2 separate regions of the Mus musculus genome follow, and region 1 is linked to region 2. The links are chromatin contacts, called in public HiChIP or PLAC-seq maps. All regions are on one chromosome and are shown on one strand. The core of a region is the stretch at or near the end of the contact, and the rest is flanking DNA. Distances in the headings are between cores, read along the strand shown. Region 1 holds the start of Sectm1a (secreted and transmembrane 1A). Region 2 holds the start of Mafg (v-maf musculoaponeurotic fibrosarcoma oncogene family, protein G (avian)).

The links. HiChIP or PLAC-seq counts read pairs in DNA pulled down with a chosen protein or histone mark.
Region 1: a contact with region 2 is called in a FOXA1 HiChIP or PLAC-seq map of pancreatic cancer cells. The contact joins the promoter of Sectm1a here to the promoter of Mafg in region 2. A contact is called at or near these places in 1 of 39 promoter capture datasets (liver) and 3 of 115 datasets of contacts at active chromatin or transcription factors (the SCID.adh cell line, memory CD8 T cells and pancreatic cancer cells).

Annotation. Positions count from the first base shown.
Region 1 is chr11:121,078,000-121,082,548 of GRCm38.p6, reverse strand. Sectm1a (secreted and transmembrane 1A) reads left to right here and starts at 1,410. Exons shown (of 6, transcript NM_145373.2): 1 at 1,410-1,466.
Region 2 is chr11:120,630,659-120,635,100 of GRCm38.p6, reverse strand. It overlaps Mafg (v-maf musculoaponeurotic fibrosarcoma oncogene family, protein G (avian)), which reads left to right and starts at 1,554. Exons shown (of 3, transcript NM_010756.3): 1 at 1,554-1,739. It overlaps Gm17586 (predicted gene, 17586), which reads right to left and starts at 1,351. Exons shown (of 3, transcript NR_165823.1): 1 at 609-1,351.

The DNA.
Region 1 (4,549 bases), core at 161-2,660, 450 kb before region 2:
GCTCAGTGTGTCCCTAGCCCTTCTCATTTCCTGAATACCTGTGACGTTCTAGATGTTCCGCCTGTGGGACATCAGGTCCCTCCTGCTCATCCCCATAGCGGCAGGCTCCCAGAGTTGCAGTCAGCTTCTTTTTCTTCCTTTTTCTTTCTGTAATTGGGCAGAGGGTGGGGCAGAGAGGAACCACATCCAACTGTCCATCAGTAACTTTCTTTGAGGCTTGGTTGCATTGTGCCTGGAGACTGTAGGGACTTCTTTTAGTGTCCAGAGATTGCTATTCATCCCTGTGCCAGCATGCCAAGTTAAGGCTCGATGTGCAAAAGTATGCCTACTGCCCAGCCCCTCCAGGGATCTTCACCCATAGAGCAGTCATCTTAGTGTTCTCCCACTGGATCTACACAAGGCCATAGACACCTTACAGAGTCACCGTGGGGCCTAAAGTCTTGCCCTAGTGTCCACTGTATTCATGTGGGCATAGGCTTTATAAATGTCTCATCACAGCTCACAAAGTCACTCGGGATGTAAACCAACCCTCTTCAGGGTCTCACAATCTATCTCCTGCCCCACAAGCAGATCATCCCAGGGTCCCTCATTGCATCTACAGCCATAGACTCCTCCTTCCACTGTCCACGAGAAAATTAACAGTGCGGGCACTGAGCTGACCCCACAGCCCTGCTAAGCCATGAGGGATACTGGAGCTGAGCATGGGGCTGGCTTAAGATTGGGTCTACAGCAGCCCGTCCTTTCTATAGCAGTGGTGGACAGCAGTCTCTGCTTCTCACAGTGAAGCTTCTCAAACGTAATCCTTGTTGCGAAAACTCTTTGCAAGGAGCAGTTGTCAAATGCCTGCAGTCTCCTTGAATCTGACATATTTCAGGTGGGGCCAGGGTGTCCTCCAGGGTTTGTCTACAAGGCATAGGACCCTAGTGTAGATTGGCAAGATCTCTGTTCTGGCATTTTACAGTAGGGCTGACAAAGGATGTCACTCCTGCCCATTCCATCTTACCCCTGTCAAACACCCCAAGGATAACCAGATGAACCAAGCTGTCTTCCATAGCTCAACCCTAAGGCACATTCTGACCTGACCCCTGCAGGAAAACAAACCCACACAGCTCCCAAAAGAGCAGCCCCTAAACCCTGAATCAAACATCAGCTCCAGCCAGGGATTTCCTAGAAAAAGCCTGGACCCTCCTCCAGGGTTCCTGAGACGCAACTAATGAAGCTAATACGAGACTTCTACAAAACATATGCATGAGAGAATCACTAAGAAACTCATGGTGCTGTTACATTAACTCAGAGAAGTTCCTGGAAGTTGAATGCCTTCCTACAGAGTGTCTGGCAAGGAACAGGACAGGCTGCCTCATCTAGCCCCTCCCTCCAGGCTTTCAGTTTCCCGTTGGCTTGGACAAGTTCAGTCATCCAGGGCAGCAGTGGAGGTAACATTGGAGAGCTTGCTGGAGAAGGGACAGGTGAGAGGCTGGGGTGTGCGGAAGAGAGGACTTGAGGGCACCCAGGTTCTCTGTGGGCTGAGGGTTTTGTGGAGTGGGGGCTGCCTCACATAAGGGATGAGCAAAGAAGAGCCAGGCCATCAGCCTGGGATTCAGGAAACACAGGAGGCAGGGCTGTGGACAGCATTCAGCAGGGCCTGTGTGTTTCGGGTGCCTCAGGCGTAGCTCTGGAGGGGTAGAGGCAAGCATAGCTCTAGTTCTTCACATTCACAGAGTGGGACAGGTAGCACAGAGTCCTCCTCTCTGCCCTCAAAACATGAATGTGGAGGACTTGAAGGAAGGGAGGACCAAGAGTGCTCCAGGCCTGTGAATGACAAAAATGTACTTGTCCGGTAGCACGGGTTCCTGCAGCATCTCATCACCCAAAGCTGTGTGCACACTTTTATGTAGGATCCTGAACCTTTGCCCTCTCTCACATCCACATCCTGAACATTCACACATGCCCACATGTACCCACAGCGCGCACACACACACACACAAGTACACGTATACATGCACATGGACACACATACACATGCATACACACAAGCACATTTACACATGCACACATATACACACATATACATATGCACACACATACACACATATACATGTACACACACATACACACTTACACATACACGCATACACATGCATACACATGCATATACACACACACATTCATACACACACATGCTTCCAGCCAGACGCCAGACGCCAGGGTGTTCAGTGACTCCTTCCCATTCTCCCTCCTATTTTTTCTTTGAAGATCTCTCTCTCTCTCTCTCTCTCTCTCTCTCAAAAGAGCTCCCGCTTTCAAGTTGATATCTGCAGTTTGAAAAACAAGTTATCTGTCTTGGGTATAAGAGTTGTAGCTATGATGTCTCTGGAAAGTACGGCCCTGAAAGGTCTCAAGTTTTGCAAGGAGGAGAATATCTGTTACCAACAAAGGTGGAGGCTTTCTGTGTCAGCTATGCTTCCTAGTAACATGCTAGGACATAAATGTCATGGGGGCTAGGCACGGAGGGGACACACACAACAGGCCACTACCATGAAGGATGTGCTGGCTGCCATCTGAGCCAGGGTCCACTGTGCATCTGACTGAGCTGGGTGCTGTGCTGGCTGCAGATGGCCAGATAGGACCTCCAGCTTCTGGCCTCACATCTTAGCTAGAGGCAGATGCTCCACTGGGTCTGTGACACTGCTAAGCTCTGAATTCTCCCAAGGGACTGGAACAGGATCTGTGGCCATGGGTGGGAGGGTCTCCAGTTGATGGCTGGCCCTTGGCATTATGTCCTTACATAATGTCCTCCAGGCAGGAGAAACCTTGGTCTACCCTCTGCCTGCTGTGCCTGGAACTAGGTCGGGGAGCTGGGGTACAGCCCTGTCTCTGAAAGGACATCTGCAGGCAGTGAAGAAAGAGCCTGTGGCCCAGAAGAGGGAAGTCTACTGATGGACAAGAACAAAGGTGGTGTCTCTGAGGCCAGGAATTCTTCGGTGGTCTCCAGAAGGGACCCAAAAAAGCTTAGATCACCACAGGACAGACATCTGTGACAAAACAGTAGCTTTGACCAGTCTTAGTGGGGGGTGGCTTTAGATGACTTGCCAAGGCTCCAGGGCAGATTATACAATGGTGCTGAGCCTGAGCAATGTATTTTATATAGCATGGTCCATTGAGACACCTACAGCCAAAGGACATCACTGATGTCCCTTCCCCACTGCCAACACTAGCAGTGTTGTCTACTGAAGAGATACGTGGGAAACAAGACCCAGAAGTGGCAGAGTCTCCCTCTGGACCAAGAGGTGAGGCAGATGGAGGTTAAGATGAGATCCAGCCCCGTGCATAGCCCAATTTGTGGTGGGACAGCACCCCAGAAAGGGACCTCTCTTCAGCGGCTGCAGTTCTGAGAGCAGAAGGGAATCCCAGGGACCCAGCAAAGCCATCACTTATGAGGTTGTGTCCTGGCAGAAACGTTAGAATTGGAGAAAGCGTTTCATAACATTATCTCAGGGAAAGTGTTATGTGGATCTTGTCAGAGATGGAAAGCCCCCTCAAGAGACCTGCCACACCTTTCTAGATGATTCCACCCATTCAGGTTCCCAGAATGCTGGAGAACTGGTTATATGAATCCTGGTGATGGACAGGGGTGGGAAGCACTAAAAAGCTGAGTTTGTAGGTGCGGAGGAAGGATATAAGAGTTGTCGTTCTGGCTGGGAAACAGATCTATAGGGAGATAAAAACCAAGGAGGGGAGATTGTTTTGGCCAGGTGCTGAGTCAGGTGTCAAAGTTGCTTGCTGAAACCTGTAAGGTAAAGGTGAATGCCCAAGGCAAGACCACAGCTGCCTGGTGTCAGGGCTCATGGTGTGTTGGGCATCGAGTCCTGCTTACCCAGTGTAATGGCTGCACATAGAGGACTCTCACACTGGCAGTTTTCAACACAGCTTCAGGGCAGAGTTGAGAACTTGGCAAAAAGAGCCTTGTGTGTGTGCGCACATGTGTACTCATGTGCACATATGCGTGTGTAAGGATGCATGTTTGCGGGTGGATGCATGTACACACTTGTGGAAGGTATTGCTCCTCGACACAGTCTACATTGCATTTTTGAGACATGCTTTCTTGCTGGAGCTTACCAAGTAGGCTAAGCTGGCTACTTCCTATTTCCACTTCCCAGTAGCAAGATTATGAGTATGCGCCTCCATGTCTGACCTTTTTTTTTTAATTAAAGTATTTTAATCTTACCTATATGGGTGTAGAGAGAGAACATCTGTGTGTTGTATGGATGTCTCACCTGTCAATTTAAAAACCTATGGCCTGTAGGGAAGGAGAGAATAGAAGGTGGGACATTTTTAAACTAAAACTTGAAGCTTTGAAAATAAAAACAGACAAGGAAAGTATCTGTATTCTTGTTACTGAGGAAAAGAGATGAGAGAGAGAAGTAACCAAAAAGGGAATTAGCCTTGTTCTTCTCTAAACACAAATGTTTCATAAACCAGTCGGAAGTCAGATAACCCCATGAGAAACTGGCAAGGCTTAGCATGGACAATGTACAAAATAGAAATCCCC
Region 2 (4,442 bases), core at 305-2,804:
GACTCCATTCGGCAGCTCTTCTAAAGGAAAACATCTCATTGGGTCTGGCTTACGCTTTCAGAGGTTTAATCCATTATTGTCATGGAGAGTAGCAAGACTGAATCAGGGCCGACTTGCTGCTGGAGGATGGGCTTAGTTAGAGTTCTGCATTCTGAAGGCTGCAAGAAACTGTAAGTCACACACGGGCATAGCTTGAGTATATAAGACCTCAAAGCCTGTCCCCACAGAGACAATCGTCTTCCAACAAGACCACACCTCCTAATAGTGCCATTCCCTATGGGCCAAGCATTTAGACACGGCATTTAGAATTCATGCAGGCCATTTCTATTCAAACCACCACAAGGCATAAGGAGTAATTCTCTGTATTCTGAGACTCTGGCTACAGCCAGTGAAAGATAAAAGCTCCCCCCCCCCCACTCCCCAAAGAAATACAATGTAAAGAATTACTTTTTGAGGCTGGGTGTGGTGGCACATGTTTTTAATCCCAGCACTAGAGAGGCAGAGGCAGTCGGATCTCTGAGAGTTTGGGGCCAGCCTGGTCTAAACCTTGTCTCAAGAAACCAAATTTGACACAAAGGACACACACAGGCCCCCTCCAGCCTGCTTACCCCCTTTTCCTTGTCACCTATGTTACAGAACGAGTCACCTTTTCACGATTCCCAGAGAAGACAGGGTCAAATAGAACGTTCAGAACCTCGAAATGAAAACTTGATCCCTCCTACTTTCCTTCTTTTTTACTTTTTCAACAGCAGCGAGAAGTCTCACAGAAAAAGTAGCAGCAGAATGCACCCAAAGTAGTTTCAAATGCGGCAGAGAAGGGTTGGGCAAAGTGCACAACTCCTACAGTGCACGCACACTACCCGAAGAGATGGTCCACGGCCGCAGGTGAAGCCCCTAGCACCCTCCGGAGATTAGAATCATTAGTGAGCGTCCTCCAAGCCTTCGTGTCATCGTGGATAGTTTGGGGATCTGAGCTGGGGTTGGGGCTGTGCCCCTCAACAGCCGTGTCCTTTTCAGACTGCTGACCCATTTAGAATGAGGACGTCGCAGCAGAACGGGGTAAGGAACTAAATCACTGTGTCACACCTTCAAAACAGCAAATAGGTTCCCGCGTGGTGACGCTCATCTGTGAGTTCCGCTTTCAGGGGGCCGAGGCAGGAGCATCTCAGGGAATTGAAATCCAGTCTGCTCGCTGTACAGTGAAACTATGCATCCAAGTGAAGAAAATCAAACAAACCTCCCATAGACCTCGGTCTGAGTTGGTGTGGAGATCGGGAGGGAGCTAGAGGCATCCGAGTTGGGGCCACTCCGTAGAACCTGTCTCTGCAGGAGCACGGTCAACCCGGCGAGCGCCGGGACGACTCCCGCGAGACATTGCCAGGGCGCGGCGGGCGTTGCCAAGGGCAACGGCGCGGGGCTGCGCAGGCGTGATGGGGGCGCGCTCGCCTTGCTGCCGCCTCGCCTTTCCCTTTAAGCTTAGGCCAGCCGCGTCGCCGCTTCATGAATGGAACCCACGTGACCAAACATCATGTGACGTCTGAGGAGCGGCGGCGGCGGCGGATTCTGAGCCCGGTCCGGCCCGGCCTTCCCAGCGCGCTTGGCCCGGCCCGCGCAGGCGGCCAGTCCTCCTAAGCCCCCGGCCCGGACCCTTCGCGCCCGCCCCAGCCCCGCGCAGCCCCGGAGCGCGCGCGCGCGGCCCCGCCCCAGCCCCGCCTTGGCCCGCCCGGGCCCGCAGTGTGGTGAGTGCGCGGGGCTGGGGCGGGCGGCGGGGCCTGGCCTCGGGGTTGCGGCGCACCCGACGGCAGCGCGTGCCTTGGTTTCCCCGCCAGCCGGCTGTTCGCCTGTGTCCCCCTAGAGCCGGCGGACCGGGCGACCGCGAGGCTGGGGACGGGCGTGCGCGCGGCGGCGGACCCCGGGTGCCCTGCGGGGGGCGCGATTTAAGGGCGAGCTGCGCGCGTCTGCCCGGGTCAGCGGGGTGGCCGCACCGAGCTGCTGACTCATCAGGTGTCCGTCGGCTTCCGCGCGGGCGGGGTCGCGCGCGGGCCCACAGGGGAGGCGGCGGGGAGACCCTGCTGCGCGGCTTGGGCTCGCCACGCGGGTGCGAGCCCAGCGGAGACGTGCTGAGTCATCAGCATGAGGTCACTCGGTGCTCCTGCTGACGCTGGGCCAGGGCGGGGGGCCGGGGCCCGCTATCGGCCGGTCTAGTCGGGAGACAGGGCTCGATCCGGGTGGTGAAGGTCGGGCCGGGATCCGGGGTCGTGTTTAAGTTTGACAGACCTGTGAGTTGGAGGCAAAGGCTCCGAAGGAGGCATTGCAGGGGCGCGCCGCAGGTTTCTCCCGGGGTGGAAGGTAAAGCCCCGGGCGTGCGCATCCTTGCCTGGTTCTTGGGCTCCTGGCCCGGGTCCCACAACTGGGGCAGTTCCCCAAACCCGGAGACCGATCGGTGTACGCTGAGGGGAGGAGCTTAGGTGGGCCGAGCCAGCTCGTCTGGGAAGCAAGCTTTCCTTCTCTGTGACCCTGAATGGCCAGGCTTCGTCGGTCCTAGATGGGGAAGACCGGGAGGCAGGGGGAGAAGGGTCTGTGGCTTGAAAGAAGCTGGGGCAGCTCTAACCAGCTAAGGAGAGCAGAGTGTGGATCTAGGCAGCTGGTGAGAGTTTTTGAGGTGCAACCATGGAGTAGAAGATGTAGTTTTATTTATCCCAATGTTATTCCTTTCAGAAGAGTTTGGGGTCCCACTGTTGCCTGGAGTTACCAAAAAGTGTGTGTGCCCTGTTGGGTGTCTGGAGACTCTTGGGAGGTGACAGTTTTGTGGGGTGTGGCTGAATGGCTGTTTACTGACTTATCTGTCGTGAAGGTTCTTGAACTCCATCCTACTGCTTTCCTTGCCCAGGGATTCATGTCTAGACTGTGCTTACCTTGTGGTTTGTGCTAAGGGATGTCCCCTTAACCCTGAGCCCTGAGGCTGCTCATAGGTGCAGTGTTTTTTTCATTTGGTGTGGAACTTGCCCTATGAAACTTCAAGGTTCCAGAAAATTGTTAAACTCCGGAGGCACTGTGCTTCAGTGAACTTAATGTTTTCCGTTCTCTTCAAACAATGTCAGTACCTGAAGGAGAGAAGACCTACGTAGGGGGTCTCCTGCATTGAGGTTTACAGGCAAGGTTTAGCAAGGAAGGGTCACTATCTTGCTTGAGACTAATGTCCAGATTGTCTAGTGTGAGAGGACAGAGGTGCCCAAACCCCTTCTTTAAGGGTCAGCCTGAATGAGTGGTCCAGAGCCCCTTGGTGTCTTGAGTCTGTCCATAACTGTGAGTACTTGGAGGGCTGAGTTGGAGGCAGCAGGTCCAGATCAGCTTCTCTGAGCTTCTTCCTCAGGCTCTGGAAAGCTCTCTAAACTGTATCCCTCAGCACAGCTGTCCCCCCCAGAACTGTCTGCCTAGTCACTGTGTCCCTAGGTTTGCAGAAGCCAGGCAGGTAGCTGGAAGAATTGGCTTTCCTGAGACCTGCCCTTCCCCCTTAAGCACACATGCGTATAAACATGTACACACACTCGCTCTAACACACACACATTCTCTCTCTCTCTCTCTCTCTCTCTCTCTCTCTCTCTCTCTCTCTCTCTCTCTCTCTCTCTCTCTCTCTCTCTCTCGTGCACCTTTGATCAGGAGGCAGTTGGCTGCACTTGTGCTGAGTTCAGGCCTTTGGTGGAGGTAAAATCTGTTGAGAAGGCACTTTTCAGCTCCCAGCCGCCACACTCTGCACTTTCCTGTGCGATCTCAGGAAGTCACCGTTTTGAGCTCAGCAGTCTGTATAAGGGAAGCTCCTGCCAGGACTGTCCCCTCACCTCGACTTATGCTCCTAGTGTGAGTATAGGGCCAACTTGTAAGAAAGACAGATGCCCTTCAGACCTCTAGATCTGAGTTCTGCCTTTCTCTTTGATCTAGCAGTACTGTTGCCTCTGAAAATGCTCCTAATCTAGTCCTGTAGATTTAGTCCTGGTTTGCTTGCTCAGTGTTTGCATGTAGCCACACCTCCTGTTCAAAGCTAAAAGCAGTAGGGTAAAGCTAATGAGAATGTGTTAGTTCCTTTGATAAGATGAACCAACTCCCCATCCAGCACATTTTTGCCTGAAGTGCTCACAGACCTGCAGCAACCTCACTTCCCTCATTTCCCTGCACCTAACCTGGAAAGGAGAGGATGTGCCTGTGGGACTGGTGGGTGTTGGGCTAAGTGGGGATTCCCAGCCTAGGTACACAAGAATGTCCTTGGCAAGGCTTTAGAAAGCTGAAAATGAGGTTGAGCCCGGAGGGGCGGCTGACTGTAGGAGGGACCTGTTTTGCTTTTGTTCCCTGGCCCTGTGGTCACTGACCCTAGGCAGAGAGCCAAAGACCAGTCAGTGACCTGAAGGGGCTGGCTCTTGCCTGCTTCCAGCTAACAGTGCTCTTCC